Regions from separate parts of the Rattus norvegicus genome. Here region 1 is linked to region 2. The links are chromatin contacts, called in public Hi-C maps. All regions are on one chromosome and are shown on one strand. Each heading gives the region's core, a stretch centred on a gene start, on an enhancer-like site or on the middle of the called end of the contact. The rest is flanking DNA. Distances are from core to core; before and after follow the strand shown. Region 1 has its middle 190 kb from the start of Rpl37al2. Region 2 has its middle 160 kb from the start of Bcor.

Region 1 (6,230 bases), core at 3,527-6,026, 450 kb after region 2:
AGTCCGTGGGCTCAGCTGAAGCCTCTGTTAATAATTGCTCTGTCCTTCCTATTTGCCTGCCTCCCTTCCAGGTACTCAAGGGAGCACCAGCAACTGAGCATCTACAGATAGGTGTGTACAGTGCAACTCTTTCCAGGGACACCCAGCGGAAGCCAGGGTAGGTGGGGGTGATGGTTCTCAGGGGCAAAGAGAGCCTGTTGCCGTGCGCGTGTGCACGTGTGTGTAAGAATCTGGCTAAAGATTCCTTTTTCTATATACATGTATGTGGATGTGTACTAAGGGGAAAATGTCCTGTTCTGTGGGCCACACCCAGGATGCGAACCAAGAAAAACCTGGGAAGAGCTTCTTCGTGTCTCCATATTGGTGATCAGGGAGATTTCATGAGGGAGGGGGTTTCTATGGTGGCTGGAAAGAATCACTTCTAGCCACCCAGTCAGATTTCTGGCACTTCTTAATTTAATGGATATGTTCCTGAGACAGGCCTCATTTGCCCCAACCTCTTCTCTCAGTTGCTGCTGTGCCCATGGGTTGAGCTGGGAGGGAGGGAGAATGGGCACTTTGAAATGAGCTACCCCCTCAGTAGCACCGCACCGTAAGCAGATTCCTAAACCCTCTAGAGTCTGTTTCTTTATCCACACGTGAGTCGGAGATAATGAGATAATGCGCATAAACGGCCAGCATGAGACCCGCCTGCATCTTAAACACAACGTAGCTGCTTTTCCTTTCTTTCTTCCCCTGTCCCTGCTCCTGGGGATTGAACCTAGCAGCTCCGGCCTGCTGGTCAAGCACTCTATGACCGAGTTACAGTCCCGCAGAGGTTGCCTTGTGCCTTGATTTCCTTCCTGCCATTTTTTTTTTTTTTTTGGTTTGCTTTGTGCTCCTCCTTTAGTGGAATTGATTGCCAAGTCTTCTCTGGGTTTGTGGATACAGGAGGCAGGGAGTGCTGATGGAAGAGGGTGAGCAAACAAAGATGCTCCTAAGCTCAGTCCGCTCCAGTCAGTCCTGCCCAGTTTTAAGCAAGCTGCTGCCCAGGAGGAAGCATTTTTAACAACTCTTTTCAAAAACAACTCCATTTTCTTTCTTTCTTTCTTTTTTTTTTTTTTTTGAGACAGGGGTCTTGCTATGTAGTTCAGGCTGGCCAAGCTTCCCATCTGTAGTCTAGGCTGGCCTCAAACTTAAAGCAATCCTCCTGTCTGGTCTTTCAAATGCTGGGATTCTTAGGCATGCGCCATTCCACTGGGCTAAGGACTCCCTTTCCCTAAGCGAGAAAAGCCTGTAGGGGAACCCACTTGCCCATGGTTACCAGGTGACAACAGGAGTCTGACCTGGCAGGGCTCCAGCCTCTGCCTGGCAGATTTCATGACAGGATGTGCAGGTAGGTGGCCTTCCCAGAGGTTTACACTTGCTGCTTCTGCTGCACTTCTACATCCTCTCCAACCCCCCACGCACCAAAAAAGTACAGGTGATGGCTTTGAAGTTGGCTCCTGGAGGTAGCTCTGAGGGGGGTGGGGGTGGGCAGACAGACAGAGAGACAGACAGAGAGAGAGACAGACAGACACACAGAGAGACACACGGAAAGACACAGAGACAGTCAACAGAGAGGGAGGGAGGGAGAGACAGAGACAGAAACAGACAACAGAGACAGAAAGGGAGGGAGGGAGGAGAGAGGGAGAGGGAGAGGGAGAGGGAGAGGGAGAGGGAGAGGGAGAGGGAGAGGGAGAGGGAGAGGGAGAGGGAGAGGGAGAGAGAGAGACCTGCTGAGGCTGTTCTTGTTTGTTCCCAAGCTTGCCAGAAGGGCACTTCCCTCCTCCCCACTGATGTCAGCCGATGACGTCTGGGCCGCATTCAGGCCATGCTGTCATTTGTCCCATGCTCATTCAGCTGATTAAAAGTCATCAATTGTTTTTTAAGCCACCAGCAGGCGAGCCACCAGGCGCCATTTGTTATTGCTCGGCCATGCTGTGAAATGCTGTTTAAACGCACTGAGCAAAGCTTTCGGAAACCAGAGGCCAAAAGCGGTTTGGGAGGAAAGCAAATAGGAGAGAAATGAGTGGGCCCAAATCTTTGCCAGAGGGAACAATCAGGCCAAGCAGCTGACGTACTGGTCCCCTTTTCAGCAGCTCCCACACAATTCTTTTCAGGGGCCTTTCCCTTGGGGCCAGAGCAACAGGGTGCCCCCTTCATCTTCCTGCCTGCTAAAATCATCTCCATGATGGCTAACAAATATTCACTTGGGGATTTTTTTTTTTAATCTAGTTTCCTCACTTCCAAGTTGTCCCCTTGGTTTTTGACTGGGTTAATGTTTCTACAACACAACTCAATGTCATCTTTGCTCAGACACCTTCAGTGGTCCCCCACTGTTTGTGGAATGAAGGATAAAGTCAGTCCTTCATAGTGTGGCTGGATTTCTCTTTTAATTGCCACTGTTCATCGGGCAAAGCAGGTTCTGAGACTCAGCCGCTCCATTATTTGGCTATTATTCCTGTTATTCCCTTCAGTTTGAAATAGTGAACTAGTTCCCCAATGCCAACTTCTGAAGCCCCTCTAGGTCATCCAAGGTGTGTGCTGGGACCCATCTCTATCTTGATCTCTTTCCTAAGGATACAAGTCCCTATCTTCTTTGGGTTTCCACAGCCACATGTGGAGGAGAGGCCATGGTACCTTGTCTATATCCCCCTTTGGTTATCCTTTCTGTGCACACAGCTGCCAGCACCTGTGTCCCTGTGCCTTCGGGCCGTCTCTGACCACCTGAGTCCTCTGTGACTACCGGAAGCAGACAGGCACTCTCAGGAAATTATGTTCTCCAGGAGTAGGCCTCTATCAATGAGTGATGGGAACTGGGGTTGCTTAACCCACCCACCCCCACCCCCTTGCTCTGGAGTAGTTCCAGTTAGTTGCCCATAACACTAGTCTATTCAGTCAGGTGGTGGTAGCGTCCCTTTAATCCTAGCACTCAGGAGACTGAGACAGGTCAATCTCTGAGTTCGAGGCCAGCTTGGTCTACAGACTGAATTCCAGGAAAGCCAGGACTACACAGAGAAACCCCATCTTGAGAAACCCAAAACAAACAAACAAACACAAAATACAGTAGCCTGTCCAATTCTTTCCCTGCCTCTTCCCAGATAAATAGTTGCCCTATGGGTGGGAGTATAGCAGAGTGGTACAACACATACCTAGCATGTATAAGGTTTCAGGTTTCACCCGAAGCACCACAAAAACAAAGAGAAAAAAATTATACCCAGATGCTTATTTCAGGGTCTGTTGCTGCTGCTGCTGCTGTTGCTGCTGGTGGTGGTGGGGTGACACCCAAACTTAGATCATATGTCATTTTGTTCTGGCCCTTTGTCCTGCCTAATTAGCCACGAGTCCCCTGGAGTTCTGCCCATGGTGCCTTGCCCATAATAAGTAGCCATGCATAATAGGTAGATGTTGGATGGCTCAAAAAATTCTCTGAACGAAACAAGCAGACCTGGGTTCTATGTGTGGTCCTCTCTGCTCACATATGGCCGGGCTGTTCACTCGTCTCTGTGCCAGCAGATCTCTTTCATCCAAGGGCTAGTCTCAGCACATCTCCTGAACCCTCTACCTCTATCCCAAGTCTGTCCCTTCCCTGCACTGTCACTGAACCTAAATAGTGCCACCGGGCACCATCCTAGTCTCTTTTGTTTCCTGAGTTCTCGAGTTCTATTTCACTCTCTCCTGGGTTCTCTCATTCTCAAGGGTGAATCTCCCAGTCCCAGGGGTTTCCTGTTAGTGACGTCTATTCCCAGGAGGCAGGAGTCATCTGGAAGGGTGACTCCATATGAATCAGACAGGGGTGGTGTCATTGGAGCAAACAGCTGCTTCTTCCAGGCATCACTTAAGAAATTTGTAAGTATACATAAGACTGAGCTTTGTGACTGTGGGAACAGAGACCGTGGGGCATCCAGAGATAGGAGAACACACATCTGGATGTCCCATGGTCATGATCTGTCTTGGCCCTGAGAACATAGAGCTCCAATCTTGGATTTCCATGAGATACGAGTTTATGGTGGTATGTGTGTGCAGTGCAGTGTGTTAGTACATGCGTTCCTCTCTCTCTCTCTCTCTCTCTCTCTCTCTCTCTCTCTCTCTCTCACACACACACACACACACACACACACTCACACACACACACACACACACACACACACACACACACAGAGAGAGAGAGAGAGAGAGAGAGAGAGAGAGAGAGAGAGAGAGAGAGAATGAGAACTATGGGTCCTCAGTGGTACTGTAAGGCTTTATCAGGCTACCTCACACCATAGGGAGAAAAGTCAATGTGAAATGCTCCCTACCTGCCTCCCTCTTCCTTTCCAACTCTCTTTTACCCAATGGGTAACCACTGAAGTAAGAAGGCTCAGCCCAGGTAAGGGGTGGTGGGTCTCACAGGCAGCCCGAGGCAGTTGCTACAGCACTTGGGAAGAGCATTCGCTCTGTTACAGACAATTCTCATTTCCACCTCTGCACAAAACAAAAGGCAGCCAGCTCGCCTGGGGCTACACTGTGGAAAAAACAAATGCTGGCTGGAGTACCTCACATCTCTAACTTTCCAAACCGCAGCCAGCCTTGCAGACTGCTGACCCACAGGAACATATTTGAAGTAGGATGGGGTGGCCGTATGGTGCTCGTAGGCTAGTGATGGGCCCTTCCGGTGAGTCCTGGTCTGGCGGGTGAGGGCTATAAGATGTGGCTCCTGAGCTCTAGGCATGGGTTGTCACTGAACATGGTCTGAAGGAGTGGAGGGAGGGAAAGGCCTTGCTGGCTGCCTTGTATGGAGCTGCTGTTACCCTGGAAACGGCCCTTCTGGCCTCCAGGGCCTAATAACATTCCTCAAAGTTCTCAGGAGTTGTGAGTTTTGGAATGATTACATAAATGTGGCTTTGTGGGCGCGGAGCACTGAGCGGGTAATACTCCACCTCTTGAGTCAGGCCCTTGAAGAAAAACACAGCAACACAAAGGAGACCGAAGAGAGCGAGTCCGAAAGATTTGGGGGTTAAGAACTGCCATTGCCTGATAGGAACCTTCCGGCCATCTTTATTTTTCTTAGATGGCAATTCCTGGAGGTGTTTAGTGGACATTGCAACTGAAGTACAGAGTGGAGGGTTGGGTCTATCTAGGTCCAGGTCTCTGTATCTTTCTCAAAACATTTACTGTCTAGGTCACTGTGGTTCTATGACAAGTTATCACAGTACAGAAATAGCCACTAATGAAATAACTGTATAAAATCTGCCCCCACCCAGATAATCTTCCTTTCTGATCAGCTAGGTGCATCATCTATCTATCTTGCCTTGGCCTTTCCAGGGTCATAGCCCAACACTAGCAGGCATGTAGGCCTGAAGCTGCTGAATGAATTTCCTGAAACCAGTGAGAATGGTTCTGGCTATTGCTCCCAACTTAGAAGGAGTCATTCATTCATTCATTCATTCATTCATTCACTGTAGGTCTGCTTCACAACCTCCCTACCCCTATCCCAAACACTAATGGAACCAGGGCCTTGTGAATGCTACAAGCACTGTTCCCCTGGCCCACATCCCAGCCTTGGGCATGGTGAGTGGGTTGGCACTATTCTCAGTGGAAGGACCCATCCACAAGCCAGGAGGGCAAAGGAGCTTTCAGAAGCAGATCTCTTGGAAAACAGCTGACGCAGCCCTTGAGCATTTTGAGTTATTCTCTTTATGATGGTGTGTAAGTCAAGTACAGACTGTTGTGTCACTAGATGATTCGGTTAGGGGAAAAGAGAAGCTTTGAATTTCCAATCAAACTTCCTAGCACATTGCTTGAACCTTCCTATGTAGCCCATACTATCTTGCCTCAGCCTCCCGAGTGCTAAGATTCCAGGTATGTACCACCACCACACCCTATCAATTTAACTGTTTGCTTGAACTCAATTATTTTAAGTTCCTGTAATACCTGGGATTAAAACAACAACAACGACAACAACAACAACAACAACAACAACAACAACAACAACAATTTAGTTTTGATTCAACTGTCCTTTGGGAGATTGAGTCCCAAGTACATTCCCCCCCACTATTTACATGGAAAATTTGATCTTTAAGTGTTTTTATTAGAAGCAAGCTTCCACTGTGTGGGTTATCATTAGGTACAAGGGTCTCTAGGATTTCTAGGGGCTTATGGGCATGGGACTTCAATTTTCCCTAGCAGAGGGCAAGGGTAATGACTGAGCCAACTGAGTTCCTTCAAAT
Region 2 (5,643 bases), core at 3,099-5,598:
CAACAAAGCCTTGGTTTTAAGCAGCCAGGATTTTGTCCTAAGTCAGGAGGGTGAGGAAGAAGCTGGCCATCTTGGAAATTCTCCACCATTAATACCTAGCCATGGCCCCTCTCCCTCTCTGCTTGCTTATTGGGGAGTCTTTTTACCTCCTGGCTTCTCAGGTATGACCAGGTAAAGCTGCTGTTTGAAGCAGAAAGGACTACCGCTGGACACACAGACTCCTTCCCCCTTATTTCTGCCACTCTCTCAAGCCTGGCCTTCCCTCATGGCCTCTGCACTTCTGCAAAGGTCTGCCTTCTTCCTGCTCCTGGCAGGTGGCCAGCCAAAACATCCCAAGGAGCAGAGAAAAGAAGATAAAGAGATCCCGGTCAGTCTGTATTTGGAGGGAGGAGGAGAATGCTTTCCTGAACCCTAGCACTTCCCCCCTGGGGGAGTGTCTTTCCCATCGTGCAATCTTCGCAATCTTCGTAGAAGCCTAGGTCCAGCAGACTCTTCACTGAGAAAAGAGAAATTGAAGAAAGAGAAAGAACACTGCAGGTACCGGTTTCATCTGCTACCTGAGGATGGCTCTCATCCTGAGTGCTACAATCACCCATGGGTCTAGCTACTCAAGGCAAGCCCGGGGAAAAGGCTGCCTCAGACACCTCAAGGTTGTCTTCTATGAAAAAACTTGAGGACTGTTTAATAAAACTGGAATATACCAGCTCATTCTGCTTCGACAGGGCCTTGATCCTATTTCAGCACAGCTGGGATACATTGCTTTTTTACCAGAGCTGGTAGGCTAGGCCCACTCATGGTGCGCCCAGTCTCAATTACCGCTGAGGTCACCTCTTCCATATGGTGCCAGTTTGAGATTACTTGCTTTTCTAGGCTTTGGGACCTGAGATGATCATAACCTGAAGTTATCGGTTTGAGAGATTTTATTTGTTTTGCTTCCTTGAAGTAATTTTTTTAAAAATTTCATCTTATATACTTGTAAATCATGTAATTTGTTAAAATGTTGTAAATAGCTAGTCAGGACCTAGGCAAAGGTGGGTGGATCTCTATGAGTTCAAGCCAGCCTGGTCTATAGAGTAAGTTCCAGGCCAGCCAGAATGTGCAGGTGGTAGGTGGATGGATGGCCACGAGTGGATAAATGGAAAATAGCCAGATAGATAGATGGAGGAACATTTGGATGACTGTGTATGTGAGTAGAGGATCGATGGATGGACGGACAGATGGATGAATGAATGGACTTGTCCACTGTGCTGAAGTACTTCCCCTGTGAATACCCTGACGCTGAGACCAACAGTTCTCACAGGTTTAGTCCTTGGGCCCTCTTTATTTCTTCCTTTATTATTAAGGATGTCAAAAGCTTTTGTCAGCATTGGCCATATCTCTCAGTATTTCCTATATTAAATGTGAAAACAAAGGTTCTGGAGAGATGGCTCTGTGGTTAAAGAACACTTGGTATTCTTGTAGAAGACCTGGGTTTAATTTAATCCCCAGAACCCACACAAGGGCCCACAAGCATCTAGTGTAACTCTAGTACCAAGGGGTCCAACATCCTCTGTTGACCTCCCTGGGCAACCAGGCACACACATACTGCCCAGATACGCTTGTGGGCAAAGCACTCATGCTCATAAAACAATCTAACAAGCGAACAAAGCACAAAGGAAGAAAAAAATAAAATGGAACCAGTTTCTACTGTTTGTATATCTGACCTTCTCTTCTGAACTTTGCAGCTACCTGTGCTCACACGTGCACATAACCACACAAAAACACAAGCATATAATTAAAAGTTCAAAATAAACCTTTAGGACCAGAGCGATGGATGGCTCAGTAGGTAAAGGCAGAAAGATGACTATATAAAGGTGAGTGCATTTGCGACCGACAGCCTCTTAAGATTGCCTAGAATCCCCGCCCTCCCTTGTACACTCGGTGACTGAAAGCAGCAGCCATCTCCTCTCCCTGAGGAGCTCTGAGATAGAGGATTGTAGTCCTGGACCACACCTTTGTTACAATCTACTGAGGGGAGTGTACACACCCAGAGCCACTCCCACCCAGCAAGGCTGCTCCTGTTTCAGGGACCCACACAAAACCCTGTGAAAACAAACACATTTGTTACTTCCAGCCACTAAAGGCTGGTATCATTTGTAACCTAACAATAGATCATTATGGTACATAGTACCATCAGCAGCACACTTTGATTTAAAAACGAATGGAAATAGGGGTTGGGGATGGCTCAACGGCTAAGGTTAAGAGAATCTGCTCTCCTAGAGGACTCCCGTTGTTTCCCATCTTGGAGGTTGGGCCGTTCACAGTCACCTTGAACTCCAGCTCCAGGGAGGCTCTGCTGAACTCCACTCAACTAAAGTGGTGGCTCCCACCTCCAATCTCAGCCAGCACTTGGGAGGTGGAGACTGCTTCGAGTTCACGACCAAACTGAGTTAGTGAGTTAAAGAACTTGGGCTACAGAATGAGATCCTATCTCAGAAAAACCAAAACTAAACAACAAACAACAAACAAAACAAACAAAAAGACAAAACCACTTTATTTTTCCAAACCAAAAAATCTAGAAAGTGGCAATAGTTGTACATTTCATGAACTTCTTTGATATATGGGGGCTTTCTTCCTTCCTTCCTTCCTTCCTTCCTTCCTTCCTTCCTTCCTTCCTATTGCTGTACTGAGGATGAACCCACAGTGACCTTGGGGCATCAGTCTAGATTCCAGCTCCTGAGCGTTTCCCTTTGGAATTCTAAAAATTACATTTATGGGTGCTGGAGATATGGCTGAGCAACGAAGAGCACTGTCTGCTCTTCCAGAAGACCCAGGGCATCTCAACATCCCCATGGCAGCTCACAACAATCTGTAACTCCATTCCCAGGGGATGGGCACCGTCTTCTGGTCACCTCTGCGTGGGTCAAGCACACATGGAGTCTAGTCCATGAAGGCAAAACACCCATGCACATAATATACATAATACATAAATTTATATATTTATGTGTTTACATATGTGTATATGTTTGTGCTCACATGCCCTGGCGGACTGGGGAGGTCAGAAGATAACTTGTGGAAGATGCTTTTCTCCTTCCACCGTGTGAGTTCAATGCATAGAAAGAACTCAGGAGGGTTTGGGGATTTAGCTCAGTGGTAGAGCACTTGCCTAGCAAGCACAAGGCCCTGGGTCCCCAGCTCCGAAAAAAAGAAAAAAAAAAGAAAGAAAGAACTCAGGACCTCGGACTTGGTAGTAGCAAACATTCTCTCTCTCTCTCTCTCTCTCTCTCTCTCTCTCTCTCTCTCTCTTTCTTTCTGACAGCTGCTGGGGCTTCCACTAAGTTGGGATACTGACATGTGGCCTTGGATTAATGAGAGCCCAGCCTCCCCTAGGTCTGCAATCAGAAAAGCCTTTTCAGAGGTCCTGGATCTCAGAGCCCTGACTATCAGAGGGTTCCCGAAACCACACCATGGGAACTACTGACCTAGATAACCAGGGTCCCCCGCCCAAGGCTCTAGCTCTAGATCCTTTAACCCCCTCCCCATCCCATTTTCCTGTTTGAGATCTTTGTTATTTGTTTAATGATTGGCTTGTGACTGATGCCACCCAGGAGGCATTGTCCCCAGTTAGAAGGCATAATGAACAAATCCCCAGTCTTGCCTGTGTGGTCTCCAAGATATTACACAAAGAGGGGGAGGATGCCCACCTCGAAGACCTATGGTGAGAGCTGAGCTATATCTGGGGTGGTGAGTCTGGAGGACCTTGTTCTACCAAGAAGAGATTCTGGAGTTCCTCTTAGGCCTGTGAGGAATCTTCAGGGATTTCCCCCTCTCTGTCCCTTTCCTGCACCACCAACCACCTCTCACCCCAACCGTCTCGTGTCACCTTCACACCGCCCTCCACCACCACCCTCAGAAAGTTTACACTGTTTTCAGCCTGGAGAATTGTCCCTGAGTAGTCCGTCAGAAAAACGCACGCAGCTGTAGCAAAGACTAAAAGTATCTCTTCCCTGACCAGTGTCTTCCCACGTCCTTTTCTCCATGCTCTCCTCCTTCTCTGTCCCCACCTTCAGCGGAGGCAGGAAGGCCCTTGGGAGGAGGTGAGCCCGCTGGGACCTGCCAGACTCCCTAGCCTTTCCCTCCCAAGCAGCACAAGTTCCAGATTCTATTTTGCAGTGCCCTCGGCTTTGCCACGCCCAATTCCGGAAAGCCTGCATCTCCCCAGTGGGTGGAAGGCTAGCCCCTCTTGGGCTTCAGGTTTTCTGGCACTTTAGAGGTTAAACGGGAAGCCTGGCGGGGGTGGGAGGGAGAGCCTCCCGGTGCTATGCGCGCAGGCTCCAGGCGGTGTCCCCAGCGTCGCTCTTTCTCCGTGAAGCAGAAGATGGAATCCGAACGCGACGGTTAGTCTTTCCAGTTAGCCGCGTTGAGCCGCCCAGCCTGCAGCGGCTCAGCTCGCCAGAGCCATAACGTTGTCCTTGCCTTCCGGGAGGCTGCATTTTTTGCAAGCATCCACACCCCGCGCTGTGGCGCGACCTGGGAGTTCGATGTGTGGCCAGGACCTGCCTGGCCTCTCTGCCCTGATATCCTGGGACATGCGCCTGACAAGATCCGCCACCTCCTGCATTTCAGGGGTAGCTTGTGGTGTCCAGTGACCTTTGCCACTGTGTGCTGCTGCAGTTTCGAAACGGCAAAGAATAAGGAACTTTGCCAAACCACACAAAACTTCCAACCTCACCAGCTCCGACTGGGCACGCCCGGGGAAAGCTGCCTTTATCTGTCCCCTCTGTCCTCTGTCTCGCAGTTGACTGGGGCTGGATGAAAACCACTGGAACATTTTATCCCTCCCACTCATCCTCGAGCCCCCTGAAGATCCTGGATTGTTCTGGAAGCCAAACCCAATCCGGCTTCCACCCAGCTGGGGGATCTGAGAGCCACCTGCCAGGCTCGGCACTTCACAATGAGTTTCCATTGTGTGGCAGAAAGCTGGGTGGATACGAGCCAGCAGAGACGGAGAAGAGTTGAAAGGTTTGGGTCCCAGAGAGTAGGGAAGGGGAGAAATGAAAGATTTGAGCCCTGAGGGGAAAGAAGCAATCTGCCCAGAGCAGGGTTGGGCGCTAAGATTCCTCAGAACTCTGTTTTTCTACAACCCTAAGGACTTTCTGCTCCTCCCTCAGTGGCTTAAAGAGCCCCCAGAGCTCCTGTGCTGAGACTGCTGGTCCCACAAGCCCAGCATTGGGTTTTGAAATCCCCACTTCCCCCGGGCAAGTCCCGGACAAAATTGCCTATCTTTTCAGGTTTTTCTCTGGAAACTTTAGTTCACTTAAGACCAGAGTCTCGTGTAGCCCAGGTTGGCCTCAATCTAGTTGACATGATCCTGAATTTCTAATCCTATTCAGATTACAGGCAAATACCACAGGCTAGCTTTTCCAAAAACTCTTAAATGTCAATCCCACAACTATGAACGTCTTTATCATTCCTCACAGAAAGAGATCCTTCTTCAGGTCGATCTTCAAACCTGGTGGTAGAGGGACAGAGCAGAAGGCTTCACAAATAAAAAACATTTAATGGTGAGGTTGTAATACTGCTGTCAATGGTGAGAGCACAGGCACAGGGCTGGGAGAGTCCTTTGGCAGCTGACTTTCTCTCTTCCAGGGAAGCTTGTCACCT

Evidence for each region. Hi-C and Micro-C count contacts between places; a contact is called where the count stands out from the background.
Region 1: a Hi-C map of the A7r5 cell line shows a contact between it and region 2, with 4 times the contacts expected there. The contact joins two enhancer-like sites. A contact is called at or near these places in 4 of 12 Hi-C or Micro-C datasets (the A7r5 cell line, hepatocytes, liver and 1 more).

Annotation. Positions count from the first base shown.
Region 1 is chrX:13,652,280-13,658,509 of GRCr8, forward strand. No RefSeq gene overlaps it. Among named protein-coding and RNA genes, the nearest start is that of Rpl37al2, 190 kb to the left of the region's middle. Within about 2 kb of position 4,777, at least 10 of the 93 cell types and tissues checked have an H3K27ac peak or open chromatin away from gene starts, as enhancers often do. A contact at or near this core is called in the A7r5 cell line, where this site is marked.
Region 2 is chrX:13,200,158-13,205,800 of GRCr8, forward strand. No RefSeq gene overlaps it. Among named protein-coding and RNA genes, the nearest start is that of Bcor, 160 kb to the right of the region's middle. Within about 2 kb of position 4,349, at least 39 of the 93 cell types and tissues checked have an H3K27ac peak or open chromatin away from gene starts, as enhancers often do. A contact at or near this core is called in the A7r5 cell line, where this site is marked.